2 separate regions of the Columba livia genome follow, and region 2 is linked to region 1. A link is a contact called in public Hi-C data. All regions are on one chromosome and are shown on one strand. The core of a region is the stretch at or near the end of the contact, and the rest is flanking DNA. Distances in the headings are between cores, read along the strand shown. Region 1 overlaps LOC102086013 (septin-2). Region 2 holds the start of PPIL2 (peptidylprolyl isomerase like 2).

Region 1 (4,621 bases), core at 725-3,224:
TGTGTTATCAAGTTATATGGACAGCCTTGCGTAGGCTTTTCTGACTGTTTTTTATGGTTACCTCAAAACCGCCTCTGGTTTTATTACTGGAGTTTATTACTGCAGTGGTGCTGCTGCTTGGTTCAGGTGCTGGTTGTGGGGTTAACACATGCAAATCATTGGGGAATACTAATCTGGGAAGCTTGCAGGTATAACCTTTTCTGCTGAGATATCCAAGATGCCTTTGAAGAGAGTTACTGTGCAGTCTCAGTGTTCTTCATGCTTTCCTCATACCACCACCCCTTAGTGAAAGAAAATCTTGTCAGTGAATTTGATGGGATTTCTGACTTAAAGATTTTGAACAGTATGGCAGTAGAAGTATTATTCTCTTTGGTTTTGAAGAAAGCATTGACTCGTACCACCTTATGAAACTGCCCAAGGCCTGGCGTTGTGCTAGCTGCTTAGCCTGCAGTGATTTCATTAGGGAAAGAAGGCACACAGGAATACAGATAGGGTATTTTTTTTATATTAATCTCAGACATTAGTGACAATAGAGAAAACTGTGTATGGATGGTTTTTCTCTTAGTGGATTTTTGAATAGCTTTTTGATTCAAGAGACAATAGGCACTGTCTTCTAGATATTTGTGTCTATCAAATTCCCAAAAATATACTTTGGCATGGGCTGCATGGTTTTGATGCTGTAACTAATGAATCCCTTCTCCAAATTCATTGCCTTTACTTATTTTTTCGTATTAACTTCACTTTGTGTTTTTTCTGCGTCTGTATTATGCTCCATGTAAATCTTCAGGTTTTTTAAAAAATTATTTACTTGGTATGTTTACAGGATATTTGTGGACTTGAAGTCTCTTTTAAATGAAGGAAAAATGCTGGGTTTTTTTCTTCATAGGTAGAATAAAATTAATGCCGTGTAAGATAGTCCTGTTGGACACACACTAATTTGGTAGTACATACGCTCAAAGCATAAGTAATGGCAATTTCTGCTAATGATTTTTTTTCTAAGCAGAAGAGCATTCTGATTTTTCTGGATGTGACAGACGAGTGAATCAGTTGTATATGTTTTTAATTTAATACATCTTCAATGAAATAAGAACTTGTTATTCTTTCATTTTTGTAAACTTCAGGTTCTGGATGAGATTTCCGAGCATGGCATTAGGATTTATCAACTCCCTGATGCGGATTCTGATGAAGATGAGGAGTTTAAAGAACAAACCAGAGTTTTAAAGGCAAGTTTCACTCCTAATTTGTCGTTTTGTTGCAGTACTTCTTCAAGCCTACAGGATACTTAAAGGTACTTTATTCCTTTATAATGTGTTGAAAATTCGACTTTTCTTCGGATGTTAACTCCTCTGAATTATAATCCTTTTTATTCCAGTTTCTGCTTCATCCGAATTCTAAATGTAGCGTGTCATGACTTTCCTTTCTCTTTTAAATGTAAGCAACTGTTCAGCAAGAACTGTGATTTGCAGTCTGTTTTCTGACTCAAACCCTTTACATGCAAGCAAAGAGAATGTGCATGTGTTATGGTTACTATACTAATTAACAACTTCCCTCTTGTTAGAGCAGATAATAAATGTTTTAAGTAATTTCCTCTTAGTGCTGTGATACTAGCAAAGGTGCTTGAAGAATGTATCTGAAATTCTCTCTAGCTACTTCAATCTGTATCTGAAGAATGTTTCTGTTGGCTGTTTTCCATGCATGATGTTATGTCAGATGACACATTATGCCCAAACTGTACTTCAACAACAGTCAAGTGTTCCTAAAGCAAACCGTCATTTCCTTTTGTGCCTTGTGTTTGAAGACAAACTGATCCTAACACAACTACAGGTGTTAACAATGAGAGGTTGTGTTACCTAGAATAGGATTTTGTGGTTTTCTCATGTGGAAGGATTATAGTAGAGAGCATTTGTCAGCATTTCTTTTCCCCCCTCCTGTCTGCTACTTAAAAGTCTTTTTGCGTTTTTTAAAAAAGAAACAAAACATGCAAAAGTAACCAGTCAAAAATCAAACCAGGAATTTGTTTTGCTCTGTCTCAACTTAGGCCAGCATTCCCTTTGCTGTTATTGGATCCAATCAACTTATTGAGGTGAAAGGCAAGAAAATCAGAGGCCGTCTGTATCCCTGGGGAGTTGTTGAAGTTGAAAATCCAGAGCACAATGATTTCCTTAAGCTGCGCACAATGCTGGTGTGAGTAATGGTAAAATTATCCCATCTCCGGTGGTGATGTAACTGTTACAATGACTAGAGAGTTACAAGAACATGAACTCCTGAATTCAAAACGAACTCTAATGGCAGGTACTTTTAGCCCGCTGCAGCTCATTTTGCTGCTGTAACCCTCTGATCTCTGACTTCAGAAAAGATTTTCGGTGTTTTACATTGACAGTTATATGTGACAGTTTTTATGTCTTATGTGAACTGACGGCTTTACATATACATTGATGTTTTCTTATAGTGCAGCGGGTGAGGCAGAAAAGCTTTTAAAATATTACTAGAAGTGATTGATTAAAATGTGAAGAGTGTTCTGAAGGGAAAGCTCAGGTTTCTTGGCAGTATAGGAAATCCTGTTTTAAATAGGATACCCCACTTTATGATTTTAGTTGATACGGATATATTGTGCCTGTGTAGATGGTTTTACGTGTTGTGGGTATGGTGTTTTTGGTGGGCTTTGGTGTGTGTGTGTGTTTTTACGACCTCTCCCTGTTGTTGGAAATTGAATTCTGTTGTGCAGGTCTGGTTTCAGTCTTTGCTGGGCAGGGATCGCCCTCTGCTGGTCACTCATAGTGAGCACTTCTTTCCTGACAATTGGAAATTGTTAGGCAACGTCAGCTGCTCTGTGAGCCAAGGAGCTCCACCTAGTTCTCTGTTACAAATTACACCTAATAGCACTTAAGAGGCAAAAAATACTTCAGGAATTAAAGTATCTTTCTGAATAACTGTCTTCTCAATGTTCTTAAAACTGTAAAGACAGGTATGAACAACTCCTGTAGACTCAGTAGTAAACAAGAGGGTGATGACATACTTTGGGTCTTTGAAGAATATTGGTGGGAGGGCACTTAAGTGTGAATTAAAGACCAATAAACATGAAAGCAGTGTTCTGGCTAGCTTTACGTCACGCTTGGTCTGTAAGGATTATTTTTCCAGTAAATGCATCCATTATAGAAAACAAAAACAGAAGATAAAAGGGTGTTTTTCTTCCTTTGACAAGAAGGACAAAGTGTTCAATATCCCTTTGCATGTTCTAGAACACACATGCAGGACCTGCAGGAGGTGACCCAAGACTTGCACTATGAAAACTTCCGTTCGGAGAGGCTAAAGCGAACCGGCAAGTAAGTGCGTGTGTGTGGCTTTGGGCATTGCTGCTTGTGGGTCTCTTCTTTTTCCTTTGTGCCATTGAACTTGTTCATCTAACTCACCTCACCTGTAACTAATTATTTCTCTTGAGATTTCAATCTATGGAGTTGCTGAAATTTGTATTAAACGTTCTCCCTGAAGAGCAGTAATATTAGCAAAGTGCAGTGCTTACAAACAGCCGTTCCTGCTTGTGTATCCATTCTATTTTCTCTATGCTTTTAATTGGAATGTACATAAAGAAGTTGTGGGCTGCAGGCAAGGTAGTTTTTTATTGAACGATGTCTACTTGGGAAAAAAAATTCTAGTGGGCACATTTAAATAGGCCCCATCCTGTCTGATCAGGCAGGATATTATTTCTCCAGTTATTGCAGGGCTTGCTTGTTCATATCTGGCTAAAGAGAGAAGTTCAGACCAAACAATCATTTTTGGTAATGTTTGTGGTGGTTTTTTGTGGTTTTGATTTGCATGTTTTGTTTTTCTTGGTAAGGTTTCTGTCCTTGGCAACTTCATGCAAAAAATATGCACGTACCTGTGCTGCATCTTTTTTAATAGCAACTTATTGTTGTGTCTGCTTCACTTGTTCTTTAAGTATTCAGCCAAGCATTTTGATCTTAAAGAAGAAAGGAAATAGCCTACACTGCCTTTTGATGCTTGATTTTTGTACGATGGATACATAGTGGAGGGAATCTCTTGACTAAATAGCTAAAAAATCACTATAGCAGTGAATAAATAAAATTTTAAGAAATGGGGAGTGAATAACATGAGTGTGAGGTAAAGATGGTGTTTTACAAAAGGGAAGCATGGGTTTAAAAATATCCTAATTTCCCCTGTATGGAAGCATGTAGACTTTTTGTTGTAGTTATATTAACTAAATATGAACCTTGAATCTATTCTTGGAGAGTTTTGCTTCCGTATCTTACACCCATCAACATGTTCTTTTGTTCAATAGGCCTGTTGAAGAAGAAGTGGTAGATAAGGACAGAATCCTCCAGCAGAAAGAGGCTGAGGTAAGAGGAAGATTCTAAAACTGTTGTTCTTTAATATAACATGCTATATTTCAATTTCAGTGTTCTATGTCAACTGCCTATGGAGTGTAGGACTGGAGTTGTGAAAAATGACAGACCTTATCTGAACATACAGGTTGCCCATACAGTGTTTTGGTTATAGTCACTTGCGTGCTGCGGATGGTAGGTAGCACATGGATCCTTGGTTGTAGGCAGGGAATTTATCACTTCCAGTTGTGCTAGTTTTCCATAAGGATAGTTGCTATTTT
Region 2 (4,621 bases), core at 1,512-4,011, 110 kb before region 1:
TACACTAATTTCAGCAAAGTCGATCTCACAAATATCATACTTCAAAATGGCACTCTCATTCAACTTCTTTTGCTTTCATTAAGGCATTTTTTCTCCCACACATTAAATAGGAAACTGAACTTAAGGAAAGCAAAGGTATCATGTGAATATACCCATCATTACTTACTTCTCCTGTGATGGGATTGGTTCCATATTTCTTTATCCAAGGAACAATGCTCCTAAAAGAGAAAGGATAAGCAATGAGACAAGTCCCATCAAAAACCTCTATTATTTTTTGATGGGCAGGAGTATTTTTGTCAACTTGCTAAGGCCAAATGATGATTACACAGCTGTAATCAAGCTGTTTGGCAAGACAAAAGTAAAGCTAAGTAAAGAGAGTAACTTACAGTATGTCAAAGACTGTCCCATCTGGTGTGCAAACTGGGTATTCAAATGGCTGCAGAGACAAACTAGAAGGAAAAGTACACATTCTGTTTAGCAAAATCAGTTGGAATTTGCGATGACAGAAGCAAATAACGTTTTGCTGATTCATTTACAAATTAAAGCCAATGAAAATACTGAGTGGCTGCCAAAACCCACTACCTGATTCCACAGAAATTAGGTTAACACAAAATTCATGAAAGAAACTGGTGCAGTTCAGTAACTCGTAGCTGTCGGCACTCACAGCCAGAGAGGCAGATGCTCTAGTGCTCTCCAGCCAGCTCCCATTGCCATATCGGGCCCCAACAGCACAAAAGACGGTTCAAGTAGAAACGGTCACTTCTTTGTGCTGAAACATTCAGCATCCCCTGCAGAGGTTCTGCCATAACCCACCCAGCTCTCACCCGAGTAGCAGTAGTTTGTAGATATGGATGGTAACTTCTTGAACTATTTGATTTACAGGATTTCTAACCCACCTCTACTAAATTCCCTCTTTCACTCTAGAACTTCAAGCAGGAAACACTAAACCCCCAAAATGAGCATAAATATTGCTTCGATCTATCTGATCACTGCCTCAGAGAGCAAATGATTGATGAAGCATGTTCTGGCTACAGAAATGGGGCAGTAGATTTGATGGGAAAGTAGATTCGAGTCCCAATTACACAGATTTGAAAGACCAGAATGTACCCGATAATTGTTCTGAATTATTTTTTCACTTGTGTGTTCTTTTAGCCATCAGATTCAACCTCTGCAGACACCAATAACAGAAGGTCCATATATTGTTTTGCTTCTTGTATTTTTTTCTTGCTGCATTACTATCACAGCAGGCACAGGTCAATGAAAGTAACAACCTCGGAAGAACACGGCTTCAGTAACAGTTCAATGTCAACCACCTGATGGATGGATGTGTCGTTTAATAATGATAATGTAAATTTCCTGTCTTACCTGCAGTGATCAAATGATAAACGCCTGAAATTAGTTCGTGGAAGGTCTGTTTATGGGAAAAACACAAAGCAAACCTTGATTTTAATAAATATATCGTATTTTAGGTAACAAAGAAACACTTGAAAGTTACATTTTGCTACATACATGGTGGCAACTTACTGATGACAAAGTGAAATGCACTAAAACTTGCAAAACTGTAACTAAAATCAGACTTGTCCTGCAGAGCACAAGTAACTCCTCAAGTGAAATTATACAGTCAGAAAAAAAAAACAACACACAAAATGAAACAATGAAAAAAAACAACAATAATAACAGCCACAAAATCCAACAACAACAACAACAACAAACCAGAGTTCTGGCAGGCCTACAGCACCAAGTTTAAACTTGATGATGAACAGTTTAACTGCCTCCAAGCACACAGTGAATGAGGGGACAGCTCCTCTGGGAGTTAAACCCCAATTTCTGCCGGTCTCAGGAGGATCCGCAGGGCTGGTTTTAGGACTTTCAGTTCCAGCAGGACAGGGAACTGCTGGAGAGGGTTCAGCGCAGGGCAACAAAGATGCTGAAGGGAGTGGAGCATCTCCCGTGTGAGGAAAGGCTGAGGGAGCTGGGGCTCTGGAGCTGGACAAGAGGAGACTGAGGGGTGACCTCATTAATGTTTACAGATATATAAAGGATGAGTGTCAGAAGGATGGAGCCAGGCTCTTCTCGGTGACAACCAATGATAGGACAAGGGGTAATGGGTTCAAACTGGAACACAAAAGGTTCCACTTAAATTTGATAAGAAACTTCTCAGTGAGGGTGGCAGAGCCTGGCCCAGGCTGCCCAGGGGGGTTGTGGAGTCTCCTTCTCTGCAGACATTCCAACCCGCCTGGACACCTTCCTGTGTAACCTCATCTGGGTGTTCCTGCTCCATGGGGGGATTGCACTGGATGAGCTTTCCAGGTCCCTTCCAACCCCTGACATTCTGGGATTCTGTGACCCGCAGCTGCAGAGCCCAGGGGGTCAGAGGCCAGTTCGGGGGGAGCCCAGACCCCCCCGCACCCCAGTGTGGTCACCCCACTGGACTCGGGGTTCACCCCTCACCCCCGCCCCTTACCTGCTTTCTTGCCCCCGTAGAACTGCGTGTACTCCGCGCACGTGATGTACCTGCCGAGACACGGGGGTGAGACACGGGGTCACTCACGGGGGTCACTCACCAGGGCCGCAGCCCCCCCGCCCCGCCCTCCCCCGCTCACATCTTGTCCTTCTGGTGCTGCCTCTTCCCCATGGCGGCGGCTCGGCCCGGGGACCCCCGGGAACGCGGCTCCTCCGGCTCCGCCGAGCCGCCCGCACCCGGACTCCTGCGGCCGCGGCTCCTTCCGGTGCGAGTGCGGCGGCGAAAGGCCCCGGCGCGGAAACACGGGCGGCGAGCGGCGTTCCGGGGCCAGACGCCTGCGAGCTGCGCGCCCGCTAAACCCGGGTTTAGTTCAGTTTTTGCTGGAGCTCTTACTGGATCCTCCCTCACCGGCGCCAGGGCAGGGACGCCCTGAGGGAGTTTTGACGGGTGTTTTGAGCCACGATGTAGAGAGAACGTCTAATCCTCCCTGGGACCTGCCTCACTTTTCCATCCAAACCATTAATTAATAAAAGCTCGGTTGTTCAAAAGAGCCCAAAAGAGCCTGCTTCCACTTTCACGCTGAAAGTGTTCCTCTTTGGGTTTGCTGCAGGCTTCCTTTGATAATGTAACACAGCCTTAAACAGTTTTCAGAGCCTGCATCTGAAAAAAAAAAGATACTAAATATAAGCAGAAAATGCTAAAATATCCAATTTAAGAAAAACATCCATCTTCATTTAAATAAACTTTGTTGCGTGGAATTTACATGTGAGATTGCCATAGGAAAAAAAACAAACAATCCTGTGTGCGTTGGGTGAATGGCAGTGACAGAACTTTCCAAGAAAAAATGAGTACAAAAACCTATATAGTGTCTAATGTGGAGACAGGTCTTCATAAAAAGTATTTCAGCATTTAAATCCTATTAAGCAGCATTCATTACAGACTGGTACAAACAGCACAAGGCTGAACAGAGGATGGCCAGAATCCAAACATCTTGCCTTCTGCAGGAGGAAAGAGCCACCTGCCTCACAGCTTTCACTTATCAAATGTCTCCAAAACTACACATGCTCGTTTGTTCTTTCCTCGTTAAACCACCATCCTGGCAGCTGCCTACACAGAACCGTCGAGAGTCAAAATCCACGGGAGCTGATAGCCAGACTGCCACAGACTGCACCAGGCTCTGGACCAGACCCACCTTTTCCCCAGAACACGGTGTCTATCTCCCATTTTAATCATTTCAGCGGGTTGTTTACCTGCATACACGTGTGCAAGATGAGCACAATCTGCTCTGATCACAGATGTCCCTGCTCGCTGCAGGAGGTTAGTCCCTCCCAAGCCAAACATTCTATGGTTCTATGATTCTGCTTTATGAAGAAGATGATGCCAGTTCCCATGAGCGTAGACTAACTGGCAACAGCACGTGAATCTTCGTCATAGTACAATTTACCTTTTTGGACTATGGGTCAGGGGAGCTTGTGTAGCTCTTCTTACCACCTTCACTTTCCCCATCTGGTACACATGAGATTGCCATAGAAAAACGAAAGTAATCCTGTGTCTGTTGGGTGAATGCAGGAGGCAACAAAACCCTCCAAATGAGGGGGTTTATTGCCTTAAAGATCCTTCCCTCTAGGATCCAGACAACCATGTAACTTTCAGAGGAAAGATCACCCAGTTGGTATTATTTATTTCTAGACATTTTAACATGATTCAGTCTGCGTTGACATTTCCGGAGGTGCCTGTGCCCTCTGTAATAATTCAAGACCATGTTTTTGCTTTTTGTTTTTTTAAACCAATGCAATGTTCATTTATTTTTGTACTTACAAAAAGAGTCACCCCATTGTATCCCACCCCCTCCCCCCAAAATGCCTTTTACAAACATTTAAAAATTAAAAACCAGAAGATGACATGTTAATTTGGTAGAATTATTTTGAAACATAGCTTTTGTAATTAGAGTTAAATTTCCTACAAGATGACTTTGTAGAGATAGCCTGATTATTGGCCAAATAAAATTCCATATTACAAGTTAGCAAATTCTAGTACAAAAATAGTCCATGTGTTAGAACAGCCTCTTATTATTATTATTATATTCACAGGAAAGAGTCTATTGGCTGCATAATACCTTAATATTTATGAAATTTCTTTTTACGTGGCTCATTCATC

The links. Hi-C and Micro-C count contacts between places; a contact is called where the count stands out from the background.
Region 2: a Hi-C map of liver shows a contact between it and region 1, with 2.4 times the contacts expected there. The contact joins the promoter of PPIL2 here to the enhancer-like site in region 1. A contact is called at or near these places in 2 of 2 Hi-C or Micro-C datasets (crop and liver).

What each region holds. Positions count from the first base shown.
Region 1 is chr17:7,859,149-7,863,769 of bColLiv1.pat.W.v2, reverse strand. LOC102086013 (septin-2) reads left to right here. Exons shown (of 13, transcript XM_065033687.1): 8 at 1,122-1,223; 9 at 2,039-2,184; 10 at 3,240-3,323; 11 at 4,298-4,355. Among named protein-coding and RNA genes, the nearest start is that of SEPTIN5, 18 kb to the right of the region's middle. Within about 2 kb of position 1,974, at least 2 of the 3 cell types and tissues checked have an H3K27ac peak away from gene starts, as active enhancers do.
Region 2 is chr17:7,968,968-7,973,588 of bColLiv1.pat.W.v2, reverse strand. It overlaps PPIL2 (peptidylprolyl isomerase like 2), which reads right to left and starts at 2,761. Exons shown (of 20, transcript XM_065033074.1): 1 at 2,604-2,761; 2 at 2,465-2,514; 3 at 1,366-1,411; 4 at 387-449; 5 at 167-218. The coding sequence starts at 2,635. It overlaps LOC102087493 (protein HIRA), which reads right to left. Exons shown (of 25, transcript XM_065033072.1): 25 at 4,228-4,621.